Regions from separate parts of the Mus musculus genome. Here region 2 is linked to region 1. A link is a contact called in public HiChIP or PLAC-seq data. All regions are on one chromosome and are shown on one strand. Each heading gives the region's core, a stretch centred on a gene start, on an enhancer-like site or on the middle of the called end of the contact. The rest is flanking DNA. Distances are from core to core; before and after follow the strand shown.

The links. HiChIP or PLAC-seq counts read pairs in DNA pulled down with a chosen protein or histone mark.
Region 2: an H3K27ac HiChIP or PLAC-seq map of embryonic stem cells shows a contact between it and region 1, with 7 read pairs. The contact joins the promoter of Masp1 here to the enhancer-like site in region 1. A contact is called at or near these places in 1 of 39 promoter capture datasets (liver), 1 of 15 datasets of contacts at CTCF or cohesin (the NIH/3T3 cell line), 14 of 484 Hi-C or Micro-C datasets (the C2C12 cell line, Sertoli cells, cerebral cortex and 5 more), 3 of 115 datasets of contacts at active chromatin or transcription factors (embryonic fibroblasts, embryonic stem cells and heart atrium) and 2 of 9 other capture datasets (adipose tissue and liver).

What each region holds. Positions count from the first base shown.
Region 1 is chr16:23,480,640-23,487,174 of GRCm38.p6, forward strand. It overlaps Masp1 (mannan-binding lectin serine peptidase 1), which reads right to left. Exons shown (of 11, transcript NM_001359083.1): 6 at 4,963-5,110; 7 at 3,712-3,830; 8 at 2,756-2,834. Among named protein-coding and RNA genes, the nearest start is that of Masp1, 37 kb to the right of the region's middle. Within about 2 kb of position 1,787, at least 3 of the 459 cell types and tissues checked have an H3K27ac peak or open chromatin away from gene starts, as enhancers often do. A contact at or near this core is called in embryonic stem cells, where this site is marked.
Region 2 is chr16:23,515,517-23,522,491 of GRCm38.p6, forward strand. Masp1 (mannan-binding lectin serine peptidase 1) reads right to left here and starts at 5,299. Exons shown (of 11, transcript NM_001359083.1): 1 at 5,030-5,299. The coding sequence starts at 5,034. It also overlaps a transcript of Rtp4 not described here.

The DNA of each region.
Region 1 (6,535 bases), core at 537-3,036:
CCCTCTGTCTCTGTCTCTCTCTATGTCTGTCTGTCTCTGTCTCTGTCTCTCTCTTGGAGACAGGGTGTTATGTGGCCTAGGCTGTCCTTGAACTCATTATATAGCTGAAGATGACCTTACATTTCTAATCTTCTTATCCCCAGACTCTTATCTCTGAAGTGCTGCAGTTACAATAATGTGCTGCCATGTGTGGTAGCACATGCAATGCTGGGGACTGGATCCAGGGCCTTGTACATTCTAAGCAAGCATGCTACCACCCCAGCTACATCCCCAGTCTCTGTGTTGCATAGTCACACCTTGCAAGCTTTCTCTCTCTCTCTCTCTCTCTCTCTCTCTCTCTCTCTCTTTCTTTCTTTCACCCCTACTTTCACATTCCCAAGGACTCAACTTGTCAGTCTTATCTGTATAAGACCTAGCAGAGTACAAGGTACCCACAGATGCTCAGAGATGCTGGCTGTGTGTTAATAAGAGCTGAAGCCGTCCTAATATACTTTAATGCAGATGAATTGGGTCAAATTTTCAGTATAAAATGTTAACATGTTCTGTGGCTGTCTAGCACAGGGCATATAAAATAATAGTATCTAGGGGCTAGAGAGAGGGACTAAGCAGTTAAGAACACTGGCTGCTCTTTCAGAGGATCCGGGTTCAGTTCCCAGCACTCACATGGAAGCCCACAACTGTCTGTTACTCCAATTCCACATCTGACACACTCATAGCAATACACAAAGTAAAACTAAATAAGGTATTATTTTAAAAAAATACCATCTCATGTTGTAGTGACTTCCTCTTTCAAGGCGCCCATTATAATTTACCAGGAAAAAGTGTTAATAGCACCTTCTGCTTTTCAAAAACATAAGACAGAGATACCAAGCCCTGCCCAGTGATGGGGATGGGCTGAGGAGATCTAAGCACTCACTACCCGGAATGTATTCCTGCTCCTTACAGGCACACTGGGTGTAGGCATCCAGTAAGTTGTCAGCACAGTCGTGACCAGGGGGCATGAGGCCAGAAGAGTATGAACACATTGCCTACTGCTAGAATAAACACCTAAAGCCCCAGCTTCCCAACTACAGAGTCTGCTTCGGTCCTGGACACTGAAAACCTCCATTGATCGTCTGCAGAATGACCCTTGCTTGGCCCTGCACACACCTTGCTAGAGCCCAGGCACACTGCACACTGGGCCACCTTACTGCAGGAACATACGAGGTCCTCAGGCTTTGTACTGGCTAGTTTTGTGTCAACTTGACACAGCTGGAGTTATCACAGAGAAAGGAGCTTCAGTTGAGGAAATGCCTCCATGAGATACAACTGTCAGGCATTTTCTCAATTAGTGATCAAGGGGGAAAGGCCCCTTGTGGGTGGTGCCATCTCTGGGCTGTCTGTCTTGGATTCTATAAGAGAGCAGGCTGAGCAAGCCAGAGGAGGCAAGCCAGTAAAGAACATCCCTCCATGGCCTCTGCATCAGCTCCTGCTTCCTGACCTGCTTGAGTTCCAGTCCTGACTTCCTTTGGTGATGAACAGCAGTATGGAAGTGTAAGCTGAATAAACCCTTTCCTCCCCAGCTTGCTTCTTGGTCATGATGTTTGTGCAGGAATAGAATCCCTGACTAAGACAGGCTTGGACCTTGTCTTCTCCATCTGGACTCTCTCCTGAACTCTGCATTGGCATTCGGTGAGTGCTTCGCTTATTCCTGAAGCTATAAAATGGCAGTCTTTTCCCCTCACTTGACCCTGACCACAGCCCATCACCATATGAAAAGGAAAACCAGCCCATTTTGATTGTGCTCAGCTGCCTGGGGTTTGCCCCCGCCCCAGCCCTCCCACCAGGATTCCTAGTGGGAAAGGATCTGGCTGAGTGCTGGGTGGCAGTGAAAAGAAAGGGGACAGAACCCAAAGTCACAAAATGGTGGGAGGGGCACTGACTATAATATCTTAACTTAGAATTCTCTATTCTAAAGCAAGTCAAAGAGTCCCCCTCCCCCTGCAAGGACACTGTTACTATTTATAGCTGCTAAAATTATAATCCTTGAACATTTTACATTTGAAATTACTTGGGTATGAAAGTAATGGAGTAGTAGCTGGAAATCTATCTATCTATCTATCTATCTATCTATCTATCTATATTCTATAACACTCAATAGCTTATTTATGTGGATTATTTCTCTCTAGAACCATTGGCACACATTCTAGAATTAAAGCTACTCCATACTCTCTATTTTATAGTTACAGAAACGTCCATGGTCTTGTAATACGTTAGGGGCACACAAGGCAAGAACTCCAGGTCACCAGAGCTAGTGGGGTTCTGTGTGATGACCCCACAGCCCTAAGTCAGCGGCTGACCCGGAAGACTTAGCAGGTGAGCGATTGGCACACAGACACTCAAGGCCACTGGGCTCTGGGCCTGAGCGCCAAACTAGTTTCCCAAACTAGCAATTCCAGAGCTAAAGCTCATTTCAGACATTGAGATGTGCTTATATTCCTTTGCCACATTTGTACCCTGTTTGAAGGTGTGCGTGCGTGCGTCGTGCATGCGTGCGTGTGTGTGTGTGTGTGTGTGTGTGTGTGTGTGTGTGTGTGATTCCAAAATCTTATTCTTGAATTGGGCTCTTATATTCCTTGGTCTAGCTACTACATGGTTAGTGATCTCTGTCTGCCCCTCTCAGAGAGCTCTGTCAAAGCCTTTCACCCCATGCTCGGTGCTTCAAGCCCACCATGAAGGAATGCATCATTGGAATCAACCCGTTTGATTTTCTTACTTTTACAGGTGGGGATCTTGTTACTCCATGCACCGTCCTTCAGACACTCAATTTGGAATGTGTCCATCACCTCGTTATCCTGAAAGGAAGCCAGGAGGGCGTGGGAAGACGGAGGGAGTGGGTTAGCACATATTTCCTAACAAAGATAACGCAAACTTCAAACCTGGCTCTCTTCAACTAGGAATTAGCCCGATGAGTCTCAAAGGCAAACTTGCCCATAAATGCATGACATGTCATGTCGCCATTAGCCTCATTCACACGCTAGGCATGGGCAAGTGTTTCTAGAGGAAAAACTATGGTTTTGACTCTGGGTTTAGGGCAGAGGTTCTCCAATTAGAGCAAGGGGTCAGCATCACCCAGAGAAGGCTAGTGGAGACCGGCTGCTTGTCCCTGCCACGAAGATTTCAATTCAGTTCTTCTGACCTACCCAAGGATTCAGAGTTCTAATCAGCTCCCAGGTAATGCTGTTGTTGATGGTGACTGGGCCCTTCTCGAGGAAACTTCCTGCAGAGCAGTGGGCCTCTAGCTTGGCTCTACATTGGGTTCACCTGGGGAACATAACAATCCTAACCCCTGGTTCCAGCCCCTCGTGCCCGCAAGTGGGAACTTTGCTTTCTTACTCTGAAGGGTAGCTAGGTGGGCTGGCACTTTGGAGGGAGTGAGAGGAGTGCCCGTCTGCCACCTTTAAACCTGCTTCTTGTTCAGCACCATCATCCTCCAGCACCTCTGAGGAACTTTGTCAAGGTTGTAGTCCCTCATCCTTAAGCCATATGAAACCTTATTTAAAAATTCAGGACAACTCATTGCTCTGATAAACAACTTTGTGTCATGTCCTGAATTGAGAGGTGCCCAGAATGCATCATTTCTGAATTTCTGGAGTCTTTGGGGAAGCTTAACAGGATGTTAGGAGGCACCCGGCAGGCAGTGTTTTCCCGGCCGGCCGCGGCGCTCTGCACCTTTAGCACTTTGTAGCCTGTGTCACAGCTGACGAGCACTTGGTCTTTGAAGGAATACACGGCCTGCGAGGGCTCGATTTTCCCGTACACAGGAGGCTGTAGCTTTGGGCACTCATTTCCTGGCAGGAAGCAAATGAAAAGACAGCAGGTGAGAAAACCAAGAGGAAATGACAGCAGAGGACCCCCACCCCAACCCTCACACTGAGGAAGCGAGGCCTGAAATGAGGTGGAAACAACAGGGCCTGGGGTCTAGAAGAAGAGTTTGGAAAGCAGGGGTGAGTCACTTTCTAATGCAGCCTGCCATTAAAGTGAAGGAGGCAGCCAAACAGCTTCATGAGCCCTCAGAGACTGGCTGTAGTCTCACAGCAACAGGGAGCTCAGCCCCAGGCCCGCACTCATACGGATGAATATCCCGGTTCACTAAGCAAGGTCTTCTATATTCAGTTGAAATTTGGGCTCTGCCGTTTTTTCACTCATTGGCCACTCAGGATGACTGCAGTCTCACATTCTTCCCAAGGCACCAAGGGACTATGATGGGATGCTTCTGCCTTTCTTCAGAAGGCTGGTCCTGACAGGTACCTCAGTGACTGAGCCTGGCCCTGACCCTTTCTCAGGGGCAAATTTTCTTTTGTTAGTTTTCTGTCACACCTCTCCCCAGGGTGCCCTGGATGTGACAATGAGGGCAGAGCCAGGCCTTCTGGTCCTATGAAGGTGATTGGGCACTCCTGGTTGGGGTCTACCCTCTTTTTCCTTGAGGTATTACAGATTTATTGAGTCATAGGACTCCCTCTGGGTTTGTGTGAGGACTAGCTACATGATGCACTTGCAAGGGCTGTGCCACACCAAGGGCCCCACATAGAGATAGACTCCTATAGTGAAATCTTTAGAGCTCCAGATTGGCCCACAAGCTCCAAACCCACACTTGGAGACAATCATGGTTGGGAGGTCTCCTTCACCTAATGAATCTCCATGTGAGGGAAAAAGAGAAGCACAATCCGTCTTCAGTGTCTACATGAGGAAGTATTTCCAATCTTGAGCATACGTTCAATCCCTTTGGTGTCCACTCTCTATTTATAGGTGGCAAACTCAGCCAGGATATGTATCTTGTCTCCCAGGTTCTCAGGGAGAGTTCTACTAGGTTCCCAGAGGAGCAGGCCTCTAGCTAGGACTGCATTCTTCACCCCTCAGCAACCTTCCTTGTGAGCATGGAACCTAGTGGCTTAGTGTGACCTGGGAAAGGGGAGAGGTTACCTGCCGCTCTGTAGGAGAGCCTCCAGCCTCGGTTCTCTCCTGAGTTGTCGCTGCGGAATAGGATCTGGACACTGTGAGTCTGGGTGCTGATTGGTTCTGGGGATTTCTCTCCACAGAAGGGACCCCATACTTTTGAACCAGCTTTAATCTAAAAGAGGCAACATATATATATAGAGAGAGACAAGTCACATCTGAGTGGTGCACAGTACTGCTTTAGGAAAATTAGTTCTGGAATTTTCTGGAAGTCTTAATGTGAATCAGTAGTATACAGTCTTGTTTTTTGTAGACTTACCAATTACCAAAATTTTTTTTTGTCCATTTTTGTCACAATTTCAGTGGCCTTTGGAGTTAACAAAGCAAATTAATAATGCTGTGATTAAAGGTAAACATTCTGTAGGTGGTCCTGAACAGTGCACAAAACAGGAGTGGTTCCCACTCTTTAAGAGTCTGTAGTTTATAGGGGTGATAACAATAAATAACAAAATGATTATAAGCATATATATATATACATATATACATATAATACACATATATATGTATATGTACACACACATATATGCATACATATACACATATATACATACATATATATGTATTAGGAACATGTACTACACTCTACAATTCTAGTATTGAAGTGTATATAATCTATATATACATATTTAAACTCTATAATCTATAAAGTCATCATTTGTGTAATAGAAACATAGTAACTAACAACTTAGGAAGGGCCTATATAAAGTCACACTAGATCAGACATAAAGCATGAGCAGAAAAAAAAGAAGACCTCTTTCCAGTCAGACAAAACCAGCATCTGTAAAAAGCAGGGCCAGCTGTGGGAAACATTTTGGTAGGCATGAGGACCAGGAGAAGCCAGTATGGCAGGAACAGAGGGAGTGGCCTGACACGAGGTTGGACAGAGTGACAAGGGTCTTTACTTCGTTGAGGAATTTGGCTTAATTCCATGTGCAGTCTTGGTCTGACTCCCTTGCTCTATGCTGTGGGAAAACAGATGATGCAGGCGCAAGAAGGAAGCAAGAGCACCAGGTGAGAAGGTGCAGATGGGAGGACAGAGGTGCAAGGGCTCCGACTGTAATGGAGGCAGTAGAGCAGCATAGATGATCACCACTGCGTGACTCAGAATCTCCACCTCCCAGTCCTGCGCACTTAACCCCTTTCCTTCTGTTTCTGAGAGCCAGGACATAATCCTGGGTGACATCATTTTACTGGGAACAGAGGACATGATACCTGAAGACACTCAGGATCTTGATGTGGCTCCCATGCCGAGCTCCTAGAAATTAATGTGCAAGAATCCGAAACAGTCAGCATGCCCTGCTTCCTGAGCGTTTCTTTGTGACTAGAGGGACTTTGAAATGTTAAGGTTTTGTTCATTCTTAGAGAATTTCACATACATACAGTATGTTTTGACTATAATTGCCCCTCACATCCCCTTGGACTCTGCCCAGACCCACCACCACATCTTCCAACATGATGAATGTCCTCTTTCCATAGTCTTCTGAGGCTAACCCGTGCCTTCCAACTGTGCATTGTTGTGGGGTCATTTCCTGGCACATAG
Region 2 (6,975 bases), core at 4,049-6,548, 38 kb after region 1:
GCAGGGGAGGAGGGCATGGGAAATACAGCATCAAACATGGATGATGCAATTCAGGATAACTAAGGCTGGCCATGGTCCTAAGGGTCGGGGCACTACAAGCACTTTCCCAGCAAGACCCATGGACCCTGAACTCAAGCATCTCAAACACGACTCCTTAGCTCCTCTTCTAACAGGTTCCTGTGATCGGTTTTGGTATTTTTAATTCCTGTGGGGGATGTGTGTGCATGAGTGTGGAGGCCAGAGAGCACCCTCAAGTGTTGTTCCTCAGGAGCCGTCTACTTTGTTTTCCCTGAGACAGCATCTCTCACTGGGAGTAGCCTCTCAACTGGGATTAGCAGCTCCCTCACTGACTACATTAGGCTGGCCAGCCAACCAGCCTCAAGCACCCTCCCATCTTTGCCTCCCCAAGTCTGAAATTAGAAGTTAGTGTCCTTGCCTGTCTTATCACATGGGCTCTGGGGATGGAACTCAGGTCCTCCTATTTGCATGGTAAGCACTCTGGACTCTGGCCATCCTCCAGTTCCATTTGTGAGTTTCTTTACTGCTGTGGCTGCCTGCCAGTTCTCCGAGCCCGATGCACTATGTGATAGTCACCAAGGCCTATTCATCCTGCTTCCTCTGCTTCAGAAACCCATCTCTTCTGTCTCTAATCAACTGCGTCATTTAAACTGTTACCATGACCTAAGTGATCTTTCTGTCCCTTCCCTCCTGGCTAAGTCTTCTACTCAAGTTGGTTTTCTAACACAGATGTAACCCTGCCACCTAGGCATGACATCTGTTTCTGAGGTGGCTGACCAGACCCTTTCCAACTTTATGCTGATCTTCCTCAAGACCACTTTTGGTTCTTCCCATACCTTGGCCTCACTATATGCACGCCTCACCCATCCCTGACATTCACTTCTAGTTCTTACTGCTTTCCCCTAGTTAGAATGTCCTATCATCCCTCTAGCTCCCACGGCCTCTGTTGGAGCAGCTAGCACACAGCTCTGCTTCCAACACAGCCTCTGAGGTTGGACGTTCCTGGGTACAAATCCCAGTTCCTCCACTGTAAAAAGCTGGGTAACTTGCTTCCCTGTGCTCTGGTTCCTTCACACATAGATGGGGTTATAATTCCTAATTTGTAAGGCTCCCATCATCATAAAGGCTGATGCATGTGAAGTATTTAGGAGGGAGTCTGTCATATAACAGATGCCAATGAGAAAGTAAAGGAAGGGCCTTAGAGAGAGAGTCTTAAATAACCTAGAAAGTCAAAGCTAGGAAACTCTGCCAAGAATTTGGATTAACAGTTATGTCTTTGTTAATCAGGAAGCCAATTCTGTGCCAAGACTTCCTTCCCCTGTACTCGGATGTAGGTACACATAAGTATATTTAGGAATTTTCCAATGTGCACACAGTGAATAAGTACATGTCCAGGTCACCTAGCTGTTTAATGTCGTAGATACATTAAAGGTGAAACAGATACATGTAGAAAGGTCTAGAGGGATTAGCCTGGCTCTCTGTAGAATGAGAATGCAAGTGTTTTCGTTTTGTGTGAGTGGGATTTTTCGTTGAGGGGTTGCATAGATGGCTCAATGGTTCAGAGCGCTTGCTGCTCTTGCAGAGGACCTGGGTTCAGTTCTCAGCATCTACATCAGATGGCTCACACGCATTTGTAACTCATGTTCAGGGGAGCAGCGTGTATGCTCTCCTCTGGCCTCCACGAGTACCTGCATGCTCTGGACACATACAGACAAGGAGGTAGGCAGGCATACCCGTCAATAAACATTTAAAAAGAAAACACATTGATCATGCATTGCTCTTACTCACAAAGAAAATAACATCATCTTAAAATTTTCCCCAAGGCCCGTGCAATCGTGACATGTGGGATGCTAGTAGGAAAACAACATGTTTCAATCCAGGGGCCAAGGTCAATATTGTCCTAAAGCAATCAGCAAAGGAAGGGCTTTGGAGGCAGAGAAAGAAGGCACAGGTCCAAGTTACCTAGTGAATTTATAGGAAAAGGGAATTCAGGGGCTAACATTCGAGGCCCAGGAACCCCATTTCTGACTGAGGAAATGTACGTTCCTTACTGGGACTGAGACTATCTAGCATGGGAGGATGGATTTAACTCTAGGCCTTGACGTTACTCTCCTGCCCAGTTTGGGGAAGTCGAGGGAACCCTCCATTTGTTTCCTCATCTTACACATGGTAATAATGGTGACTTCCCACAGGACTGTCTGCTCGGGAGCATTCGGATGAGCTTCAAGTATCCAGCCCTGGGCAAAGGCTTGTTCTGATGACTCTGCCACACCACACGCTGAAAGGCCTGAGCTTTGGCTCACAAGCCCAACTTCCCTGCAATAGTGACAACTGAATTGCACAAGGCTGAAAGGTCGACTTTCTCCCCATGTGCTTTTTCCCCAGAACACACAGAGGAGAAAGCCTCCTCAGGCCAGTTCTGCTGAGGCTGGCATCTGACTGACCCCTCAGCCCAGGCCTCGGGGCCCTGTGCGGTTAGGCAGCCGGTGAATGTGCGTACACGAGAAGCCTGTGGAGTGTTCTGTTCTTTGCATCTCGAGACAGACTTAGATGCATGAAGCAGATATCTCCATTCATGTGAGAGGCTGAAACATATGCTTGCTTGCTTGCCTTAGGGGCTGTGAACCAAAGGAGGCACACGGCAGCGTTCGCTTCTCATCGCAATCCTGTTTTGACTTCTTCTGCACCAGGCACCGGCTGTATAAGTCCTGACACCTGTTATCTCTCCCCCAGCAGATCAAAAACAGTCGAGCTGCATTTGTTTGAAATGTCAAAAGTGATACAGAGAGCTGGGATTTCACAGTCTCCGTGATAAGAGCAGGCCATCAGAGACACATAAAGAAGCTAGGAGAGTCAGACTGTGGCGTCAGGGGCACGCCCTAGCTTCTCCATTTGCTCCGCTCATTTCAATGTACACGCCACCAACACTCCATTTTTAAGATTCAGTGTTGGAAGAGACTACAGAGCTCCCTTACCCACCAGCCTCACTTGACAGACGATGAAAAGTATATCCTAAGAGATGGCATATCATGCCAAATACCATATGGTGAATTAACTCCAACAGAAGAAAAGAATAACAAAAGCTCAGAGAAGAAGTTGGATCCATGCCCGTATCATGCCCAGGCATCTGGCCAAAGCAATTAATCCTGTGAAAAAATAATTAAAAAAAAAACCCCATAGCTTTATGTGGAAATTAAAAAAAAATACTAATGTTTGAACCCCTCCCCTGTGCACGAAACTCTGTTCTATCGCCTGGGGACTGGCATTCCTCGAGTACCATAGACCATTGTAATCTGCAGCTGGGATTGAGAGCCTCATAGAATATATCAGGAAAATGATTGGAGCCCAAAGACACAAGAATGAGTCTGGGCCTTTTCCAGATCATCAGTGTGGCCCTGGGCAAGTTGCTTAATGGCTTCTATCTCATGTTCCCATTAATCCTTATGTCACATGAAACCCGAAGCCAGGATGAAGCAATGCTCATGAAAGTGACTCAAGTGCTGTGTGCCTGTGAGTCCAGACCCCTGAGAGACAGCCAGCAGGACACTTTCCTAGAACTTCTTTTTGATATTCAGTAATTGAATTCGACTCTGTCATAGTTACTGAATTTCTACTAGAAAGGAACATGATGTTAGGTGCTGGTCACATGACCATGAAGACCTACAAAGATGAAGACATTGGTTACATCCCTCGGAAGTGGGAAGTGGACATTTAAATCAGTAGCCACGCCAGAGATGACAAGAAATATGGCCACAGATGAGAACAAAGGAAGAGATGCCATGTCTGAGGGATGGAGATCAGAAACGAGGACACAATGTTGAGCGAAATACCTGGGAGGGTTGTCCTAAATTGAGGGTTAAGCATATACAACGGTGAGCTTTTGGGATGGCTGAGGCACAGGTAAGGCAGAATATCATTCCACAGTACAAAGGAAGAAAAGCCATTGTTTCAGAAGAAGGGAAAAATGAACAAAACCAAAGGACAACTTTACAAGATCAGAATGACGGAATGAACTTTTAGAGACAGCTCTTCCTCCTAGGCATAGGTCAATGCAATCCAAAGTTACACAGATGGAAGCTCACTCTTTATTGGCCCTGGACTGAGCAAGTTACCAGGTGACTGAAGAAAAGAAACAAATAGAAACTTTCCTGATTTAAAGGAAAGCGAATGGAAAATAGGTGTGTAGGGACTTAACACATCTCCAGAGTGTGTTTCCTTGCTCTTTTTGACACTTACAAGTGATAACAATAATTAGGATAGTTGGGGTTTCAGACTCTGGTAAAGCTTATAAGAAATGCCTGGTGAGGAACATGAAGGGACACAAGAAACAGGGAAGGTTGAAGAGCTTCAAGCCCATTAGAATTTAAAGTGGTAGGTTTCTGAATCCCACATGCTCCTTAAAAAAACTGTGGTGTCTCTTTAAGAGCCATTTGGTGCATTTCCTAGCCTGATTCATGTCACCAGCTGCCTCTGATTTCAGTGAGAAATGCAGAATTTATAGGGAACTGTAAAATGGGGACAGGTTTCTAGTTTTCTAAATTGAGGTTTAACTGGCAAACTTCTGAAGGCTCAAGAAACCACAAGTGAGGCTGTGGGGGGAACTGTTGTCTTTTCCGGTCAGAAAAAAAAAATATAAACACACAAACACATTATCTAACTCTCAAAGTGTTGGGAGAAAGAAATCAGTGCTCTTTGCCGAGCAGCAAAAAGAAGAATCAGCCTTGTGGGCAGGAGGAGGAGGAGGATCGCATTGGCCAGTAGGCAGCACCCTGTGCTGGCAGAGAGAGAAATCTGAGCCTCAGCCTCGCCAGGAGCAGGCTTTGCACAAACTATCTGGTTTCAAGTTGCGACTCTCCGGAGTCCCTGGGAAGGTGCCCCAGGGACAGGGCCCCCAGGATTGATGAGACTCCCCCATCCCCAGCCGCCCAGAGGATAAGCAGGTGAGTCTGCCTAGAGACAAGGTCAGACCCAGCGGGCTGCTCTCCACTCGGTCCCCTGACCAGGCACTCACCTCATTTTCCTGCTCTGTGAGCTCCTGGCTTTGGTTCCTTCTGCCAGACTTGTCTGTGAGCTCGTCCCAGTCCCCGGTGTGGTGTCAGCGATGCCTTATCTTTGTTCTGAGGTCCCTGTGTGTCTCTGGAATTGGCTGGCATTCTCCATTCAGGTCACGCCTTCTCCTGCCTGCAACAGATCCCCTCTCCCCCTCTCCCTCTGGCTTTCCCTCTCTCCTCTCTCTGTCTGAGCTTATGTACACTCGGAGGGACCTGACAGACTGTTTCCTTGCAAGATCTGTTAGCCAGTCCCCTCCTAGGGAGGGACTGCAGCCCTTGAGAAAAAAATCTGAGAGACTTAGAGGTGTGTGTGTGTGTGTGTGTGAGAGAGAGAGAGAGAGAGAGAGAGAGAGAGGAGAGAGAGAGAGAGAGTAATTTCTCTTCAGCCTCCCTTGCCTGATGGCTATAATTGTTCTACTTTAGGACCCCAGCAAAAGAACAATTAAACAGAAACAGCCAACTAAAAAGGCAGTTCTAGGAGATTATAAAAAAGAAGGCAGATTCCAAGCCTCAGCCTGTTCGTGGACATCCACAGGTTTTTTTTTTTTTTTTTTTTCCTTCTGAAAACCTCGTGGCTGGCCCCGCTGGTGAGGGAGCACCAGTTCCTGCAGTTGGCTACTTACTCTCCCCACTTGAAAGGCTGCTGCGTGGCACTGTCTAACTGCAAGCATGCAGAGATCTAATTTACCCAGTTGGGAAAAAGGCTTCAGCAAAGCCAGAGAGCCAGGTGCCCCATGCATCTAGAAAGAACTGTGCCTGTGTGCTGTCAGTGCCTCAGGCCCCATAGAGAAACGTACAGCAGATCTATGCTGAGCTGAGTAATAAGAGAGCCCTCTTCCTAAAGACAGCACCACATATAACCCTCTCCACAGCTAACCCCTACTGTAACTCCACCACAGTATCATCTCTGCAGTCCGACATCTCAGTCCGACAGAGGCCCTTCCACAGTAATAACCCCAACACACAAAAGTGGCAGCCTGCGCTGAAGGGCGTGTGAGGTGGGTGGGCCCGCTCACCTGCATCATTTCAGCGCCAGGCACAAACGCTGTCTAAATCACTTCCACAAACTTCTGAGGGTTCTCTCTGATGGATCTTTTCCAGGTGGGAAAATGATGTCTTAACAAGATTATAGGACTGGCCAAGGCATCCAGGATCCCACTACCACTTCTGGAGCCATTGCCACCTCAAGCCAGCTGTTAGAAGAGCCACTGGGCGCTAACCCTGGCCCCACTCGTTCCTTCGAGAACCTTGTCCAGGCCTGTGGTAGCATTATAACTCCAGTAAAGAAAGTGCCCAGAGGAAGTGGTCATACACTTAGGAAGGGAGGAAGAAGTCCATCTCTCATGGGTTCCATGACACCACGTCTCGGTAACGTATCACAGAGCACGTGGCGTTTGCAAACCACATACATCCACTAACAGAGAAACCGAGTCCTGAACTATTTCAAGCGCTTTAGATGCTGATCCAGACTTTAACGGTGATCTATGTTTTCTGACCAACCTGGCTGCGTACAGCACTGTTTCAGATCCCATCTCTTTGTTCGCTGAATGGAAACTGTAACGAGGCACAAGTGAGAATTTGAGGATGAGCTGCTTTTCAGTCATGCAGAAGGCCACCTGCCACCTGAATCAAGGTGCCAAACACATTCTCCACCCTGAGATAGCTCTCCTTGACGTATTTTGGGGGGAGCAAAGATTTGACATTTACTGTAACCCCTTCTTGTCTTTCCTCCAAGTTCTCCAGTTTAGCTTTCCTGAGTGCCAGCCTTGTGTGATTGGCATGATTATGAGGCTCTGGCTGATAATGTAGTGTAAGTGTGTGTGATGAGGAGGGAGGTTTGAACTCAGGCATTGCCCGAGAGAAATGGTCTCTGTTTCAGGCAGGACAAGAAAGAAAACCCTGTAAA